Regions from separate parts of the Drosophila melanogaster genome. Here region 1 is linked to region 2. The links are chromatin contacts, called in public Hi-C maps. All regions are on one chromosome and are shown on one strand. The core of a region is the stretch at or near the end of the contact, and the rest is flanking DNA. Distances in the headings are between cores, read along the strand shown. Region 1 holds the start of CG11095. Region 2 holds the start of lncRNA:SMRG (Scutellar Macrochaetes Regulatory Gene).

Region 1 (3,150 bases), core at 472-2,971, 1.1 Mb before region 2:
GCCCGCCTGCATGTTTGTTTGCTTAATTAATATTAAAACATTTGTGTTTGACATACAGATGTCCACAGGCAAACGCATGAATATAATTACGTAGCTCGCTGTCAATTAAAATGTATCGATCGCCTGAAGGAGCGCTTCCCGTTCCTTTAAAATGTTTATTTTAATTTATAATTTTTTATTCTGCAAGGAGCTTTTTTGTTGTATTCGAAGACAAATCTTTTTTTTCTATTGCAAAATTATGATTTTGAATTTTTTTTTGCTCCCTGGCGAAAGTTTTCCATTTTGTTCGCTTTTAATTTTTATTTAAATATTTTATTTTATCATAACAAGAAAAACAAAACAAAAAAAAAAAAAAAGAAAATTAGAGGAGGAAATGAAGAGTATTTTTTGTATTTAAGTGAAAATTACAAATAAAAAAAAAACACAAAAAGACAATTATTGCCTTTTACTTAACATGTTCATTTCATGATAAGCCTTATCAAAGATATAAATCATTAAATGGCATCGTCTTAGCTCGAATAAAGAGCTCCTCTTCGATTTCAACATAATGGTCAACAGTTTTATTATAAATCTCTCCGAGAATTAACAATTAACGCGTACACTAAAACAAAGAACACCATCAGAATTGGCCAATTGTTCGGTTCGAGCGAAGCACATTTGGCCCAATCACAGTACCAGATTGTTGCTAGCCTGAGTAGGATTACGGTCGGCGGATCGCGGATGTCTCGTCAGGTGCGCATCGAGGGATCCCCGGCGGAGTGCTCGCGATGATGCGGCAGCTTGGGCGGTAGCTTAAAGGGCCGAATGAACTTGATGTTCGTCTTGAGGCAATCGGGCAGCAAATTGGGTGGCAGCAGGCAGTGCAGGAAGAGGTGCGTCAGATAGCCGGTGATGCCCCAGATGCGATAATGGTCTACAACAAATACTGGACCGCTGTAGCCGCTACGAAACTGTGTGTGCCTGGTGGCCTTGGGCAGCATTAGCGAAGTGAGCGGCACACTAAACGCCTCCTCCACCTCCTCCCAGTTGAGACGCAGCTCGGAGAGGCTAAAGTCCGGCACCACGCCCACCACTGGCACAATCGACGAGGTCCTCGGCAGCTGTAGCTGCTTGGCCTCGCCCCACACCTGGATGCGATGGCGCGGTAGGCCGATCTCCTCCTCTGTTTCGCGCAGCGCACAGTCCACGTAGCTCGAGTCGTGATCATCGCGCCTTCCGCCCGGAAAGGAGATCTGAAAGCTGTGGCTGCGCAGGTGTCGCGATCGTCGGGTGTATAGTAGGGATATTTCATTCCTGAAAGAGCAAAGCGATGCAGCTTATTCAAATGGTCGCATTCCTAGTTTAACTGGCTATACTGACGTGCCGCGCTCCTGGCAGAGGGCGATAAGAACCGCGGATGTCTGCTTTTCCCGGCGACTGGGCGTGAGCGCCTTGGGACGCGGGAATGCCGGCAGGCTGCGCATCTTCTCCATGCACCTGCGCTGCGATTCCGGTCCGAGGAGCTGGTCGGCAGTGATCGACTGGTCGACATCCGGCGGTTTCGAGGACGTGGCGGATGCGGCGCTTGAGCAGGAGGTGACCAGATGGCGGTTCAAGTGCAACAGTAGCTGCGGCACTGTGCGACTCGCCTGGGCAATCAGGGACATCGTTTTTGGCTATAGAACACCGAATCGAGCAATGATGTAAACAAATGCGAACGCAACGAACTTTGGAATTGGACAAAAAACCAAAACAGAGCCGTTAACAGCCGATAGTGTACTGTTGTGCGCCACAGTGAGCTGTTAGCGGTTAACAGTGCGGTGAACTCAACCACTTTCAAAATACCATATTCCAACTAAGCAAAAAACCGTTACACTTTAAAGTTTGAAGTTTTTTGTGCCATTTTCCTAATCAACGACATTACAGAGTATTCATTTTTTAAAACGTTTTATTAAAATTTCTCGTCGCTTGGGGCTTGGCTGCACAAAAAAATATATATTTATATATCTGTATATAAATATACATATTGCATTTAGTTAATAGTAAACGCTTGTGTGTTAATGCTAAATGTTGTTCCTTAGGTAATCGGTATGCAAAATGTTAGATTCCTTGTGAGTTCCTTTAATTTGTAATCAACTGGTTTTGTGTATGTATCGCTTGTGTGAAAGCAATGGCAACGGCATAATTGTCGACTTTGGGCTGAAATCGCATCTGTGTGTCCAGGTGAAGGTACTGCTTGCAACTTACAACTATTAAACGTTACTTTCGTTATTGCCGGCAGCCTGTTTGGCTGCCAATCCTCCGGCGGCCACGCGCGTGCGGGTAAATTTACTAATGGACGTGGGCGATGCGGAAGCGGAGGCGACAGCGGCAGCAGCGTCCAAACGGAGACTATTCCCGGCCGGATAGACGCAGCCCTTGGCCCGACGTCGTCCCGCCGGAGAGCCGGTACACCTATCACCGATTTGTACTAGGCTAGGCAGATCCTCGCTCCGGGAGAAGACGAACTCCTCGGACGAGAGCCGTTTCCTCACCCGGCCACCAACCACATCCGGTCGTTTGCCATTGCTGAGCGGCGATGGTGAGGCTGGGGCCACCAAAGCCGGTGTCTCTATCGCGCTGCCACCGCCAAGAACGGGAAAATGCGATTCCAACACGCCGGGCCGTATGAGTATCTCCTCCAGGTGGTTGCCAGACGCCCCAGTGCCACCGTTCTGCCGAGCCGGTGTGGCAAACTGTTCCAGCGATGAGCTGGCACTGTAGAAACTAGTATCTGTGGAGCCCAATCCCATGGCGGCACCACCACAACCCCCGGAAATCTCTGTGCCGCACTTCCCGTGCTCCGAGCGAGTACAGCAGCCACGCTGGACATCCCGATCGCAGGGACAGTGTGGACACAGTCGCAGGCAGTCCGCGTCCGTCAGGATATCGCTATCGCTGAATGTCAACTTCTTGGCGGGCTGCGTTTGCCTCGTCGCATCGGGATCCCCGTCCAGCGGATCGGCGGACTTGGAACTCTGCACCGCATTGGCACCGTGCGGCAGCTGCAATCTCTGTAGGCTGTGGGCCGACGCAGACTCAAAGCTATCGTCGCTGGAGTCCAGACTATGCGCCGCTGGCGATTGATCCGGAAAGATGCGCGGAAAGGTGATGAACACACGACCCAGCCGT
Region 2 (2,982 bases), core at 282-2,781:
ATATATAAATAGTGTATAATTCAACTGGCATTACATTTCTTGTTTTCCTCTGTTTATCGATCGTTCAAGAGTACCAACCACATTTCAGTTTAGTTTACTTAATGATTTTCTTAGAAGGAAGACGACTTGGATAAGAGTTAAGAGTAGGGTTTCATTCCGATAAGGCCACGTTTGCTTCATGTGTGGGGCACGGATTTAATTTAGTTGTGTTTTGCTTTTCTTTGTTTGTTGTACAAAGGGAAGAACGCGTTAAAAAAAAAAATATAAGAATAATCATCATGATGATAACCAAAGCTCAGGTCTAAGTTAGGCTTTTTAAAAAATTAATTAGAGCAAAAAAACAAAATATTATATATAAGTATGTTAAATATAGGTATTACAGTAAACTTTTGCACGCTGCCATAACATTCCAATCGGTTCAATTTCGATTGCAATACGTATTGGAGTACGAAAACAATGGGTTTTTTTGCGATGGGAAGTAAAAATCAAAGTAAGCCGAAAGTATAATAAAATAGACTTTAATATAATAATAAATAATTAATATGCCTTTTGCACTCCGTCTCTGCGTTTCCTTTTCCATTTCCACAAGACTATACATAATTTGTGTTTGTGTGTATTTAATTTATACATAATATTAACGATAAGGCACTTTGAGAATTATTTACCCCCCTCGTTTGTGGTGCACACAAATTGATAAACACACTTGGAATTTGCTCTTTCACCGGCCGTTTGTTTGTTTGTTTTTTGTATTTTTTTTGTGCTTTAAGTCATGCTTAAAATTTTTGCTGCTGTTGGTCGTAATGTAACTTAAATACGCCTAGTGAAAGAGATAATAATAAATAGGAGTAATTATATATTTGATTTAGTTTGATTTGAATTGCATTTCAGCAATTGTTTCAATATAAATTATTTGCACAAAAAAAAAAAAGGTCGCTGTATACGGATTACAGTTTACATATTTATACATATAAATTTCAATAGGTCAGAAAATGTGTACAAAATAATTTAAATATTTGTATTAAGTTTCTATTTTGTTTGCTCAGTTTAGTTTAGTATTTAAATTTCTAACACTGTACTCAGATTGCTTTTTGTTTTTTTTTCGCTTTCCGGCCTTTTATAAATCGCTTTTTCTTTCAATTTTACCGACGCATACAAAGATCGACATTCGTATGGTTTTCCCTACATAAATATTTTAAATAAGCTTTTTTTTGTTAAGGTTTTTCCTTTCCTTTTTCCGTTTTTTTATTACATATGCATTTACTTCATTATCATCGACGTAAGCATAATTATAATATGGTTTTATATAAGTTTTATATAAATAAAGGCTCTCTCATAACACTAAAATTATATAACTGCACCCAAAAATAGAAGAAATCAAGAAGAAGTTGTAAAATAAATTAAATAAAAATAATATATAATAAACAAAATGATCTGTCGCATATACCATATAAAAAACATAAAATTATCAATGGTCAAAATATGTGTGTGTGTGTGTGTGTGTATGTGTGTGTGTGTCTGAGTGTGTCGCATGTGTTGTTTTCATAAATTATTAACATTAATTGCATATAAAATATATCTGGTATGTTTTATGTAAATAGATGTGAAAATAAATTATGGTGTTTAAAAATCAGCATTTCCATTTCATAGATCGATTTTAAAGAGTACAAAAAAAATCGTAGTCATTCAAACAAAAAATATATATATCAAATCAATGACAAAATTCCATTAAAAATGTCCTCTCAAAATGAAAAATTGTTGGTTGCTCGTTGGTTGTTGTTTTTGTTGTTGTGATTAGTTGCACGATTTGCAGAGGTATATCATCAATAATATTCATATCATTCAAGATCATCATTTAAACGTAATCATAGAGTAATTGGTAATTATAATTTATTATCTTTATCAAAATATTAACTCTCGTATGTACATAACGTTTTCTATTACATAATTTTTTAGCAAAAATAATAAATTAAAGAATTTTCGTAGCTTTCTTTCTGTCCGTCTATCGTTCTCATATGAATTGGATCGATTGATTGATTGATTGATTAATTGGCTTGGCTTGGCTTGGATTGGAAGACATCGGACCAACTCTCTATCTCGCTCTCTATTTATCCACATCAAAAGTTATATATACACAGGTGGTGGCCAAATATGCATATATATATATATATATATATATACATATCTATATATATATATACAAGCAGCCGGTAATCAATTTTTACATGAGACCTATCCAAAGTGTGTGCCGTATAAGTATTGAACAAAAGCGACAGGTGTGCGTGTGCATGGGTTTTACTAATGGATGCACTGCAGTAGTTTCTATAAATGCAGGAACGATTTTCACATTCGTCGTTGGCCGTGGGGTTTGTTGATTTGATTTGAGCAACATTCGCTGAAGATTCCCAAATAGTCCTTTTCGTTATCTCCGTCTTTGTATCTTGTCCAGTTCATAAGAATGTTTTGTTTAGCTATAGCATTCATGCTAGCTATGTTTTTTTTTTTTTGTTTTCTTTTTGTTAGTTTTTAGTTTTTAGTATTTAGTTATAGTTTAAGATCATCGTTTGCTTGGATTGTTTGTTTGTCATTTACGTATCTATCTAACTAATTGTCCCGTAGTAGTCCGTAATTCGGTCCTTCTCATATAACGATTATTGTATAACGATTACGTTTGACTGTCACAGCAATGAGAGAATTGATATCAAGGATCGGTTCATAATTAAGGGGTGTCTGTGTTTGGCGTATACTTGATATACACTTATTCTGCAACGAAGTTACGCCACCGGAAATCCATTTGCCTTGGCATATTTGCGTTTCAAATTGGACTGCGAGAGTAGTTTTGTTTTCAGTTTCCATGGTTTGGTCGTTACTGAGATTTTGTCAAGGATGCTGGTTTGTTGATGGAGGGATGCTTGGATGGGCGTGAGTTGGATGCTGGATGGTGTTTCAATTCAATTTTGTTTCGCAGACTGCCACGCGTTTAGA

Evidence for each region. Hi-C and Micro-C count contacts between places; a contact is called where the count stands out from the background.
Region 1: a Hi-C map of the Kc167 cell line shows a contact between it and region 2, with 5 times the contacts expected there. The contact joins the promoter of CG11095 here to the promoter of lncRNA:SMRG in region 2. A contact is called at or near these places in 1 of 107 Hi-C or Micro-C datasets (the Kc167 cell line) and 1 of 6 datasets of contacts at active chromatin or transcription factors (the Kc167 cell line).

Annotation. Positions count from the first base shown.
Region 1 is chrX:13,810,255-13,813,404 of dm6, reverse strand. It overlaps CG11095, which reads right to left and starts at 1,721. Exons shown (of 2, transcript NM_132699.3): 1 at 1,360-1,721; 2 at 535-1,293. The coding sequence starts at 1,646. The coding sequence ends at 729. It overlaps inaE (inactivation no afterpotential E), which reads right to left. Exons shown (of 15, transcript NM_176727.3): 15 at 1,912-3,150. Clic (Chloride intracellular channel) reads left to right here. Exons shown (of 4, transcript NM_132700.4): 4 at 1-434.
Region 2 is chrX:12,679,236-12,682,217 of dm6, reverse strand. It overlaps lncRNA:SMRG (Scutellar Macrochaetes Regulatory Gene), which reads right to left and starts at 1,531. Exons shown (of 1, transcript NR_167813.1): 1 at 1-1,531. Tis11 (Tis11 zinc finger protein) reads right to left here. Exons shown (of 4, transcript NM_001272561.2): 4 at 1-2,982. The coding sequence ends at 2,978.